Regions from separate parts of the Macaca mulatta genome. Here region 1 is linked to region 2. A link is a contact called in public Micro-C data. All regions are on one chromosome and are shown on one strand. The core of a region is the stretch at or near the end of the contact, and the rest is flanking DNA. Distances in the headings are between cores, read along the strand shown.

Region 1 (6,595 bases), core at 1,834-4,333, 33 kb after region 2:
ACATCATTCAATCCACTGAGGGCCTGGATAGAACACAGGCAGAGGAAGGAGGAATTAACCCATATTTTCTGCCTCATTGTTGAGTTGGGACATTTCATCTCATCCTCTTCTGTCCTTGGACTGGGATTTACAACATTGGCTTCCCTGGTTCTCAGGCCTTTGGACTCATACCAGAATTACACCACCAGCATTTCTGGATCTCCAGCTTGCAAATGACAGATTGTGAGACTTCTTAGCCTCCACAGTCATGTGAACCAATTTCTCATAATCAATGTCTCTTTCTCTCTTACTCCCTCCTATTGGTTCTGTTTCTCTGGAGAATCCTGACTAATACACTGGGAATAAGCATTTCCCCAAGCCCATACCATAGGTGTATATTAGTGTTTTTTTCAGTATTTTCAAATCTTAAACTTAAAAATATTTTATTTATTTACAATTTCCCCAATTGGAAACAACTTGTATATCTCTGGACAGGGGAATGGATAAGGAAACTGGTAAATCCATACCAAGAAATAGGAGTCAGCAATGTCAGAGGTGATACATTCCTCTTCAAAAAGCATTAGTTCCCTGTTCTTTGTTGCTTAAGACCTACTTCCTTGTACTTCCTTGTCTCCTAGCTACCTGTTCTGTAAACAACCTTCCCGCCTTTGCCGTGCCCAGACAAGTCCAGATATGCCTTCCCACCTAGTAATAGACAGTGCCACTTCCTTCCCGCCTAATAGACTTATTCAATTTTAAACCTTAGCCAATTGAGTTAGCTTCGATTGTGAGGTCCAACCCCAGCCAATGGGGAAGGGACACAGAAGTGCTAGGAACTGCATCAGGGATAAAAACCCCTGCCCCACCCCTCTGAGTGTACTCTTGTGATCGTGACTCGTGCAAGCTGCACCCTTCTGCAGAAGTAAATTTGCCCTGCTTAGGAATTTTCTGCCTATGTGCTGGTTTTCTTTGAGGTACTGGGCACTTGTTTCTAACAGCAAGAAAAACAGAGGTATTGGTACACAAAACAACACGGAAGGATCTCAACTGCATTGTGTTAGTAAAATATACCAGATTCAAAGACTACATACTATATGATTCCATTTATGTAATATTCTAAAAAGGCAAACATATAGGCCCAAAGAATAGATAGTGGTTGCAAGAGGCTAAGAGTGGTGAGAGAATCTGACTTTAAAAAGGTAGCATGGAGGAATTTTATTGACAGAGGTGAAACAATTTTGTATCTTGCTTGTGGTGGTGGTTACACAAATCTATGCATTTGTCAAAACTCATACAATTATGCACCAAATAAAGTGAACTTTTCAGTATATAAAGCATAAATTTAAAAATGTAAATTTCAATAAAAGTTTCACATATTTTTATCCAAATATTTGCTTTTTTTTTTTTTTTACGCAGTCTCACTCTGTCACCAGGCTGGAGTGCGGTAGCCTGATCTTGGCTCACTGTAATCTCCACCTCCCGGGTTCAAGCAATTCTCCTGCCTCAGCCTCCCCAGTAGCTGGGACTACAGGTGCACACCACCACGCCCAGCTAATTTTTGTATTTTTAGTACAGAAGGGGTTTCACCATGTTGGGCAGGATGGTCTGGATCTCTTGACCTCATGATCTGCCTGCCTCAGCCTCCCAAAGTGCTGGGATTACAGGCATGAGCTACCATGCCTGGCCATATTTGCATTTCTTTCAATTATCATAATGGACTTTAAAAGTTTTGCTGGAATGGAGCTGCTTATTTTTCTCTATTATAAAATGTAACTGATACTAAATTTATAGTTGCTGTCTTTGGCATCACATCCCTTTTCTTTTTTTTTTCTTTTTTTTTTTTTTTGGAGACAAAGTCTCACTTTGTCACCCAGGTTGGAGTGCAGTGGTGCCATGATGGCTTACTGCAACCCAGGGCTCAAGTGATCGTCCAACTTCAGCCTCCTGAGTACCTGGGATCACAGGCGCTTGCCTACATCCCTGGCTAATTGTTATTTTTAATTTTTTGTAGAGATGGGGGTCCCATCTTATAGTGCCCAGGCTGGTCTTGAACTCCAAGGATCAAGTGGTCCTCCTGCCTCCGCCTCCCAAAGTGCCAGAATTACAGGTGTTGGCCACTGTGCCTGGCCCACATGTCAATTTTCAAAAATTTATACTCGTTTACTGGCTTAAATGTTTCAATATTGTATACATGTTAATTTTATCACGTGTGATCTATGTACATCTCTATATTCCAAATTGTTCAGAATGACATGCTCTTTGGAATACTCCATTCTTTCCCTCACTGTTTTGAAATGCTGTATTTGAACACGCTTAATCATGGTGTCTTATTTCCATGGAGCAGGTGCCAAACTACTTTGAATAGAGCAATATTATATGTATAGATAGATACAGCTATATATAGCTATTTCTCAGGCATTTTTTCCTGCTTTTTAAAACGTATACTGTCTGTTCATTTAGGTTTTTACTTACTGTGGATAAAGTTGAGAATGCTTTTGTAAAGTACACAATGCACTAAAGATCAAAGAAAAAATACAAAAATTTGTTGATGTTCTTTTAGGAATTTTGTCTTCCTAAGAAAGGTACAGAGAGACTAAATGTATTTCCATATAGTCAAGCAATTTTAATGTCACAGAGGAAATCATACGTGACATTTATTTTCTTCTTCTAGATTATGTCTATTTTCTCACTGAGCTACAATTCCCGTTTATTGCTTTAACGATTTTGATGAAGTAGCTTTCCGAGGCACCTCCCCCTTTCCTCCGCTCCCCCCAAAGAATCGCCGATAGTGTCAGTCTTTTAAACTGAATCGAGATCTACTTCCTAACATTTAACGTGAAACTGACACGCACCTGTCCCTTCCTTGACGCGTCTGTGTCTAAACTGCACACTCACTGCCCACAGACCTCCCTTCAGTGCATCCCTTTGGGGCGCCCCAGGAGAGCCAGGGCTGCGGGTAGCTCCCGCACCAATTCAGACCGCATCCGCTCACTGCCTAACGGGGGCACCTCTCCGCCAATCCCGAAGGCCTGCTCGCGCTGCCTCACGGGAAAGTTAGTTTCCAGGTTGGGCGCCTACAGCGCCAGGCTTTGCGCGTGGGCTCTGCGCATGCTTGGGCCGCCGGCTACCTCTTCTGCGATTTTGCGTTTCCGTCTTTCCTTTTGTTTGTCTCAGGTTTTGCGTGGGAGGCGGTCCCGGGATTTCAAGGGTCTGTGCGCTCTTCTATGGCTAATGCAACCGGATGAGGAAGCGGGGTAAGCCTAGGCGGGTTGGGCAGGGACGGAGAGAGTACCTCGCGCGACTCCGGGGGCGGGCGGCAGGGGACCAGTGCCAGGTGGTGGCCAAGAGTACCGGGGACCTCACAGGGGAAGCCGGGGAGGGCGGGGCTGCAGCACGTCTGCCAGGACGCTAGGCCGGTTCGTCAAAGGCGCAGCCTCTGTACGGAGCGGGCTTCGCGGCGTGTGTTGCCCCGTTTGCTGGGGTCCGGAGGAGGGCATGTGCGCTTGCGCGATCCGCGCGCTGAGCCCTGCGGGAGGGGCAGTTGTCTGGTCTAGCGTGTGCGCGTGTGCTAGGGCGGCGCGGTACCTGGGTGGGGAAGGGCGGGTGCAGTCGCACCACCACCCCCCGACCTACGAACTCCCTTCCCAGTTCTGCATTCATCCTAAGTCCCAAACTGCCCTCCGGTCATGTCCATCACTGCATCTTGGTATTTGCTGTTCCTCTGTCCTGACTTGATCTTGCACTCAGGAAGGATCTTAAAGAATTACATAATTTTGGCCTGGCTGGGTGGCTGTCTCCTGTAATCCCAGCACTTTGGGAGGCCGAGGCGGGTGGATCACCTGAAGGCAGGAATTCGAGACCAACCTGACCAACGTGGCGAAATCCCCTCTCTACTAGAAAAATAGGAAAAGTAGCCATACATGATGGCGCATGCCTATAATCCCAGCTACTGAGGCGGAGAATTGCTTGAACCCGGGAAGCGGAGGTTGCAGGTAGCCGAGATCGATATCGCACCATTGCACTCCAGACTGGGCAACAAGAGCGAAACTCCATCTCAAAAAAAAGAAAAAAAAAGAAAAAAAGAGAATTTCCTAATTTTGCTTCATTTGTTAGAAGAAAAATTTTTTTTTGTTTGTTTGTCAGGGTTAATGACTTGTTCAGGATCACAGTTTGTTAGTAGGGAAGACTGAAAGTCACATCTCCTGACCCCTGAGCCAGTATTGTCTACTTTTCCACATGTCAAAGCAAGTTTAAAACATCCTTTTGAGAAATAACAAAGTTAGATGAAGAAATTAAAACTGATTTTTTCCTTGAAGCACTGCCGCTTGTGGCTTTCTGTGGAGTCACTCACCAGAGGTTAAGTAATATTACTGGAAAATCGATAGCTTAGTCCTATTTTTTACAATGGTTTTAGTGTTAATGTTCCTTCATTAAATGTATTAACTTGTTTGGCCAATATTATCATTTTGCATTTTTTTGTGAACACCGAGGCAGATTGAAATCCTTAAGGAAGTAAATATTTACTTTCACCAGGTGAAAAATCTTGTGCCCAAGAGCCACATGATTATGTTGGAGTTATATTAGGGTGGTCTTTCACTATTTCTACCGCCTATTCTGAAGTGTCAGAGGACATTGATATTTTCCCAGGGGGAGCATTTTACCTAGTGGGTGTGTATGGCTTCTTGGGGCAGAAGAATCTGGGAGTTGCCAGGCGGGCCTAATCTTTCATGACCCCATTCCTCTTTTTCTGACTCAGCTGTATCTTCAGAGTTGTCTCCATCTTTCCAAGAACAGAACAAAATGAACAAGGTAAGTTGTTTATTAATTCCCTACTTTATTTTGCAGTGGACTTTGTGAAATTTGTAAGAGTCAATAGGGTTTTTTGTTGTTGTTGTTGGTTTTTGTTGTTTTTTTTTGTGAGACAGAGTCTCGCTCTGTCACCCAGGCTGGAGTGCAGTGTCACCATCTCGGTTCACTGCTACCTTTGCAACCTCTGCCTCCCGGGTTCAAGCAATTCTCCTGCCTCAGCCTCCTGAGTAGCTGAAACTACAGGCGCACGCCGCCACGCCTGGCTAATTTTTTACATTTTATTAGAGACGGGTTTTACCATGTTGCCCAGGCTGGTCGTGAACTCCTGAGCTCAGTCAATCCTAGGCCTCCCAAAGTGCTGGGATTACAAGCGTGAGCCACCGTGCTGGGCCAAGAGCCAATGTGTTAAGATGAGAAATTAGTAATAGATAAAAATTGAACAGAAAATAACAGATCAATAGCAGGGCCAAGTTAGAGTCAGTAAGTTGAGCTTCATACGTTCTTATGTCTCCAACAACCGTGGCAGAAAGGAAGACACTGGATACAGACAGACTGACTCTTCTGAAGACACAAAGACTTCCTGGCAGATGCATAGAGACCCACAGTGAATAACCTTCCAGTGATAGCCCTGAAATGAGTACAACCTATTCAGTCAAACTGCTTTTTCCATTTTTACTTTACACAGGTTCCGATTTTCTTTTGTATGTAGTGTTTGATCAATTAAGTTAACATGTATTTTATTTATTTATTTATTTATTTATTTATTTATTTATTTATTTATTTTTTGAGAAGGAGTCTTGCTCTGTCGCCTGGCTGGAGTACAGTGGCGTGATCTTGGCTCACTGAAACTTCTACCTCCCGGCTACAAGCGATTCTCTTGCCTCAACTTCCCGAGTAACTGGGACTACAGGCATGTGCCACCACACCTGGCTAATTTTTGTATTTTTAGTAGAGATGGGGTTTCACCATGTTGGCCAGGATGGTCTTGATATCTCGACCTCGTGATCTGCCCTCCTTGGCCTCTCAAAGTGCTGAGATTACAGGCGTGAGCCAGTGTGCAGGGCCAATAAATTAAAATGTATATATTTATTTATTTATTTTTTGATACAGAGTCTCGCTCTGTCACCAGGTTGTAGCACAGTGGTGTGATCTCGGCTCACTGTAACCTCCGATTCCCTAGTTCAAGCGATTTTCCTGCCTCAGCCTCCCGAGTAGCTGAGATTACAGGCACACGCCACCACGCCCAGCTAATTTTTGTATTTTTAGTAGACACAGGGTTTCACCATGTTGGCCAGGCTGGTCTCAGTCTCCTGACCACATGATCCACCTGCCTCGTCCTCTCAAAGTGCTGGGATTACGTATTTTAATTTTTAATGAATCTTATTTCTACATGTGTAGCAGATAGATAGAAAACCCCCTAAATTTTAAATATGGAACTTAATGAATTATTACAAATCCATGGTGCAAGTAATGAATACATAGGTCAAAACGAACATTGCCAGCACTCCTGAAGCTGCCATCTTGTCCCCTTCACAATCCTGACACCTCTCTGCTCATTCACTCATTTACATTTAATCTGTGGCTTCAGTGACAGAGTTGACTAGTTGTGACAGGAACCTTTTGGCCTGCAAAGCCCCAAGTTTAATATCTCATTTTTTCTTTTTTTTTTTGGAGAGAGTTTCACTCAGTCACCCAGGCTAGAGTGCAGTGGTGTGATCTTGGCTCACTGCAGCCTCTGCGTTCAGGGCTCAAGGAATTCTCCTGACTAAGTCTCCCAAGTAGCTGAAATTACAGGCACGTGCCATCA
Region 2 (6,600 bases), core at 2,906-5,405:
TGCACTGTCCCCTCAAAACTTGGGCTAGGCCTAAGGTAAAATTTAATTGGGCCCTGATGAACTCTGACTTGAGAATCTAATCTGCTGACAGTGACACAAATCTAGCTTCTAAAAGCACTTCATGTACGTAACAAAAGACAACTACATGTCATAATCCTAAGGTCCTTTTCATAAGCAGCAGAAACCATAAAGGGCATCCAAATTGGAAAGGAAAAAGTCAAATTATCTTTGTTTACAGATGACATGACCCTATATTTGGCAAAACATAAAGACTCCACCAAAAAAACTGGTAGAACTGATAGATGAATTCAGTAAAGTTGCAGGATACAAAATCAACATTAAAAATCAGTAGCAGGCCAGGTGCGGTGGCTCACGTCTGTAATCCCAGAATTTTGGCAGGCCAAGGTGGGTGGATCACCTGAGGTCGGGAGTTCGAGACCAGACTGACCAACAAGGAGAAAACCCGTCTCTACTAAAAGTACAAAATTAGTCAGGCATGGTGGCACATACCTGTAATCCCAGCTACTCGGGAGGTTGAGGCAGGAGAATCGCTTGAACCCTGGAGATGGAGGTTGCAGTGAGCCAAGATCATGCCATTTTACTCCAGCCTAGGCAACAAGAGAGAAACTCTGTCTCAACAAAAAGAAAGAAAGAAAAAAAGAAGAAAAAAAAAAGTAGCATTTCCATACACCAACAGTGAATAATTTGAAAAAGAAATCAAGAAAGCAATCTCATTTACAATAGCTACCAAAAAACTCCCAACGCCTGGGAATAAATTCAACCAAAAAAGTAAAAGATGCTACAATTAAACATATAAAACAGGCTGGGCACTGTGGCTCACACCTGTAATCCCAACACTTTGGGAGGCGGAGGCGACTGGGTCACCTGAGGTCAGGAGTTCAAAATCAGACTGGCCAACATGGCAAAACCCTGTTTCCACTAAAAATACACACACACACACACACACACACACACACACAATTAGGTGTGGTGGCACACTCCTGTAATCCTAGGTACTCAGGAGGCTGAGATGGGAGAATCGCTTGAACCTGGGAGGCATAGATTGCAGTGAGCCAAGATTGCACCAAACTGAAACCTTGTCTCAAAAAAAAAGAGTAAAAACACTGGTGAATGACATTAAAATGGAAAGATATCCCATGCTCATGGACTGGCAGAATTAATATCGTTAAAATGTCCACAGTACTAAAAGCAATCTACAGATTCAATGCAATCCATATCCAAATACCAATGACATTCTTCACAGAAATAGGAAAAAAATCCTAAAATTTATATGGAACCACCAAAGACCCCGAATAGCCAAAGCAATTTTGTGCAAAAAAAAAAGCTGGAGGTGTTGCACTACCAGACTTCAAAACATACTATAAAGCTATAGTAAACAAAACAGTAGGTTACGGGCATAAAAAGAGACACATAGACCAATGGAAAAGAGAATTGAGAAATAAATACATGCATTTATAGCCAATTTCATTTTTGACAAAGGCACCAAGAACATACATTGGAGAAATGACAGTTTCTTCAATAAATGGTGCTGAGAAAACTGGATATTCATATGCAGAAGAATGAAACTAGACCCTGTCTCTCATCATATGCAAAAATCAAATGACAGTGGATTAAAGATTTAAATGTATGAGCTGAAACTATGAAACTACTAGAAGAAAACATTTGGAAATGCTTCAGAACATTCGTCTGGGCAAAAATTTTTTGGTAAGACCTTGACGGCATAAGCAATAAAGGCAAAAATAGATGAATGGGATTACATCAAACTAAAAAGCTTCGGCACAGCAAAGTAAGCAATCACAGTGAAAAGACACCTAAAGAATAGGAGAAAATATTTGCAAACCACCCATCTCACAAGGAATTAATAACCAGAATATATAAGGAACTCAATAGCCAGAAAACAAAAAATTTGATTTAAAAAAATTGAGCAAATGATCTGAACAGACATTTCACAATAGAAGACATATAAATGGCCAATAGGTATATGATAAAATGTTCAACATCACTAATCATCAGACAAATGCAAATCAAAACCACAATGGGATATCATTTTACCCCTTAAAATAGCTATTATAAAAAAGGCAAAAACAAACAAACAAACAAACAAACAAAAAAGCAATGCTGGGGGATATGGAGAAAGGAGAACCCTCATACACTCTTGGTGGCAATGTAAACTAGTACAGTCACTGTGGAACAGTATGGAGGTTCCTCAAAAAATAAAAAACACAATTACCATATGATCCAGCAATCTCACTGCTATGTATATATTCAAAAGAAAGGAAATCAGTATATTGAAGAGATCTCTGCACTCCCATTTTTATCGTAGCACTATTCACAATAGTCAAGATACAGAATCAACCTAAGTACCCATCAATGCATGAATAGGTAATGAACATTGTGGTATATATACACAATGGAGTATTATTCAGCCATAAAAAGAATGAAATTTTGTCATTGAAACAACAAAGATGGAACTGGAGGACATTATGTTACATGAAATAAGCCAGGCACAGAAAGACAAATATCATGCTCTCACTCATACATGGGAGCTAAAATAGTTGATCTCATGAAGGTAGGAAGTAGAATGATGGTTACCAGAGGCTGCGAAGGGAAGCAGGGAGCGAGGCATGAAGAGAGGTTAATAGGTACAAAAATAGGTAGAAGGAATAAGTCTTAGTGTTCAATAGCACAGTATGGTGACAAGTGTTAACAATAATTTATTGTGTGTTTCAGAGTAGCTAGAAGATTTGGAATATTCACAAAACAAAGAAATGAGGTGGTGGATACTGTATTTGATCACACATTGTATGCATATATCAAAATATCACATGTACCCCACAAATATGTACATTATGTACCAAAAAAAAAAAAAAGAAAAACTAAAATAAGCAGCAAAAACCACTTCCAGCTAGCATAGTGCTTAGAAAATACCTAAGCTCAGTTATCAGCCAATGAGAAGTATTATATCACCACCATAAAATTGTGGAACTGATGAACTGCAGTTTTCATCTTTAAAAAAAATTCTTTGACCCATTTCCTCTCTTCAGAAACTAGCGTCTGGGATGGATGGGATTCCCAGCTTCTGTAAAATGCAAAATTGAGGGCTCAAATTGTGGTTTCAATTTACAGGTTTCACAGTCCTCTAAGAAGAAACTAAGGTTTAAGGATGCAGGAAGGCCTTAAATAATTAACCTTTTGATTCAAGGGCTCTGAAGATTCCCCCAAGCATTTTTGGAAACAGAACACTACGTGGTTAAGACTGGGTTCAGTACACTCCACAGCTACATTCTGGTGGTGCTCAAGGGACAAATGCTGTGCTAAATACAAGGCAAGACTGGATTTTAGTGTGGGAAGGCGCATGAATTCGCAGAAAAAAGTGAGGATTTACATCCCACCTGCTAATACCGTGGGTAAACGAATTTCTCTCTCTGAATCTTTAGTAGTCACATTTAAATGGAGGTGGTTAAATCGAAAGAATGGTTACGATGATTAAATGAGCCAATAATGAAAACAGCATGTCTTGTAACAGAAGCAGCTCACCTTTATTTAGTTCTGTATCATACTTTACATCTACTACCCTATTCAGTACCCAAAGGCCCCCATCATTTGCCAGATGGGCATCCAGCCGCCCTGGGACCACCTGCATACGCAGGACCGGAGCCCACGTCGCGGCGGCTTTTGAGCGCGGCGTCTGCAGCGGCCAACGCGCCTGACGTGGCGGCTCCGGTTCACGTCATACATGCGGCTGCTCTGGGCGCCCACTGCCCCGCCACTGCAAGCCTCCTTTGGCCGCCCCTCAAGCAGGTAGCGCAAACGCCATTCCCGGAAGGGGCGCCAGCGCAGACGGCCAACCTCCCAGCCAGGCGGCTCCCACACGGGGCCCTCCGCGGAGGCCGCTTCGGGGCCTGGAGGCGGCTTCCAGGCTCTAGATCCCGCCTCCCACGTCCTGCCCGCCCGCAAGGGCCTTGGCACAGCTGTAGGGGATCGGCCTCTGCTCCCGGCCTGCGCCGAGCCCAGGCCCCGCCCTTTGCGGCCTAGCCGCGACCCGGGGGCACCAGAGTCCTCTCCCCACCATAGGGCGTAAGACAAAAACGCCAACGCCAGAAAGGAGATGGCATTGCACATGCGCAGAACATCCTCTCCCCACCCTAGCGCGAAAAACGCCAACTCCAGAAAGGAGATAGCATTGCACATGCGCAGAACGTTCCCCGAGCCCTACTCCAAAACTACGCTTCCCAGAAGGCCCGGCTGCGACTCCATCTTGGATGACGTCGTGAGGCGCGCCCTCCTCCAGCGGCCTGAGTGATTGCTGTCGGGTTTCCTGTAGCGGGCGCTGGCCTTGCTCAGTGATGGCTGGAGCGCTGCACTGCTCACGTCGGGGCTTGAAGACAGAAGGCCCCCGTGAGGTGCTCCAGGGATCACTGATGGGCAGTTTTGTTAAAGTGATTGAACTCGGTGGGTGCAGGAGTACGTGGAGTAATGAAGGATAATGTCCTGTAACCGCTTCCTGTTAGGAATGGTACCTTTGACAATTGTGCAAACGATACGCGAATCGTAATAAACTACAAAGTATGTATAAGCTAAAACAGAAAACGAGTATACCACTTCCCAAAAGCAAAAGCGCGTAATGTTAGGTGTACATCCTTCTCATGAATTTACACAAGTTTTAATCTAATTGTATAGAATATCATGACTATCATTTCACTAAGAAATACATATAGTCGTCCCTCCTTATCCCGGGGGTCCATATCTATGGATTCAACTAAGCTCGGATTGAAAATACTTAAAAATGATCTGGGCGGGGATGGCTTGTGCCTGTGATCTCAGCCACCTGGGAGGATCACTGGAGGCCCGGAGTTGGAGACCAGCCTGTGCAACACAGTGAGACCTTCTCTAAAAAAAAGAAATGGTTTAAAATATTATATCTTACTGAGCAGGTACAAACTTTTCCCCTCGTCATACTCTAAACAATACAGTAAAAGTATTTACATAGTATTTACATTGTGTTAGGTTTACAATTAATCTAGACGTAATTTAAAGTATAGGGGAGGAGGTGTGTAGGTTATGCAAATACCAGGTTATTTTCTACCAAAGACTTGAACATCCCTGGATTTGAGTAATCCAGGGAGGTCCTGGAACTAATTCCCCCTCGGATACAGAAAGAGGACTTGGCTGTATATGTAAAACAAATTATTTCCTGGTCAATAACTTTATTATATTAAAATATGTAGAATCATCTAGAAAAAATATGTATGTATAGTCATGTGTATAAACACACACATATATATATACAAAAAATATGCACACATAATACATACACACACACACACACACACACACACACACACCACTTTTCTGGATGCGAGGTGTTGAGGAAATAATTTAAAATAAAGCCTCTTGCCAATCCAGAAAATTCTCTCCACAGATGGAGAAAAGGACAAAACAGTTACATTATTGAATAAACATTAAACCAGACTGCTATGTGCGTCACACGCAGCCCACTAATGAGTTTACGAAGACAGGAAGAACTATCTTTTTTTATATTAGCCATTCTGGTATAACGCATTCCATTTTCTCATGGTAAAAGATAACGTGTCCTCAAGACGACTGTACAACACCATTTGCTATGCATAATTCATCTGAAATTCAAGTGATAATTAGGGTAGCCATCAGTGTTAGTTAATTGCCGTTATGCAAATGAAAAGTAAAGTTTCTGGTGTCTCTATGACACGCAGGTAGTTAATAACAGGTAGGCAGGAGCCTGGGAGTTTACCACAGAGGCAGGGAGATGGGGTGCGATCTTCCTTGATGCTTACATTTCAAAGACATGACCCAAGGCCATTAAGAAAGACCTTCCTGGGCTGTTAAACTAGCAAGAAGCTTATTTACTTTTTTAAAAGTTTTGCTAAATCTCACAGAGACAGAGAAAGGATTTAAAATTACAAGTTGGCGGGTGCCTGTAGTCCCAGCTACTCGGGAGGCTGAGGCAGGAGAATGGCCTAAACCCAGGAGGGGGAGCTTGCAGTGAGCTGAGATCCGGCCACTGCACTCCAGCCTGGCGACAGAGGGAGACTCGTCTCCAAACAAACAAACAAAAAATTACAAGTTTTCTTAAGGAAATGCTGTAAGAAAAGAGAGGAGGAAAGGTCTTTTTCCCTTTTTGCAAGAAGAAAAATTCAGTTGTTTTTTGTTTTGTTTTTTTCTTTGAGACAGTGTCTCCCTTTGTCGCCCAGGCTAGGATGCAGTGGCATGGTCTCTTCTCACTGCAACCACCGCCTCCCAGGTTCAAGCAATTCTCTGCCTCAGCCTCCTGAGTAGCTGGGATTACAGGCGCCCACCACCACACCCAGCTAATTTTTTTGTATTTTTAGTAAAGACGGGATTTCACCTTCTTGGCCAGGCTGGTCTTGAGCTCCTGACTTCGTGATCTACCCGCCTCGGCCTCCCAAAGTGCTGGGATTACAGGCATGAGCGCCCAGCCCAAATTTTTATGTTTAATATTTACCCTTACAGAAAACTATAAAATTTAACACAATTTCAATCAAATTTAAATAAATCTTAATGGGGAGCTTAGTTTTGTTT

Evidence for each region. A called contact is a pair of places that touch in the nucleus more often than the background predicts.
Region 1: a contact with region 2 is called in a Micro-C map of CD4 T cells, with 5 times the contacts expected there. The contact joins the promoter of LOC699759 here to the promoter of LOC144331106 in region 2. A contact is called at or near these places in 3 of 14 Hi-C or Micro-C datasets (CD4 T cells, fetal cortex germinal zone and liver).

The regions. Positions count from the first base shown.
Region 1 is chr9:52,389,863-52,396,457 of T2T-MMU8v2.0, forward strand. LOC699759 reads left to right here and starts at 3,084. Exons shown (of 6, transcript XM_077946259.1): 1 at 3,084-3,233; 2 at 4,736-4,788. The coding sequence starts at 3,221.
Region 2 is chr9:52,355,314-52,361,913 of T2T-MMU8v2.0, forward strand. It overlaps LOC144331106, which reads right to left and starts at 4,156. Exons shown (of 3, transcript XM_077946258.1): 1 at 3,559-4,156; 2 at 511-608. The coding sequence starts at 4,143. The coding sequence ends at 3,601.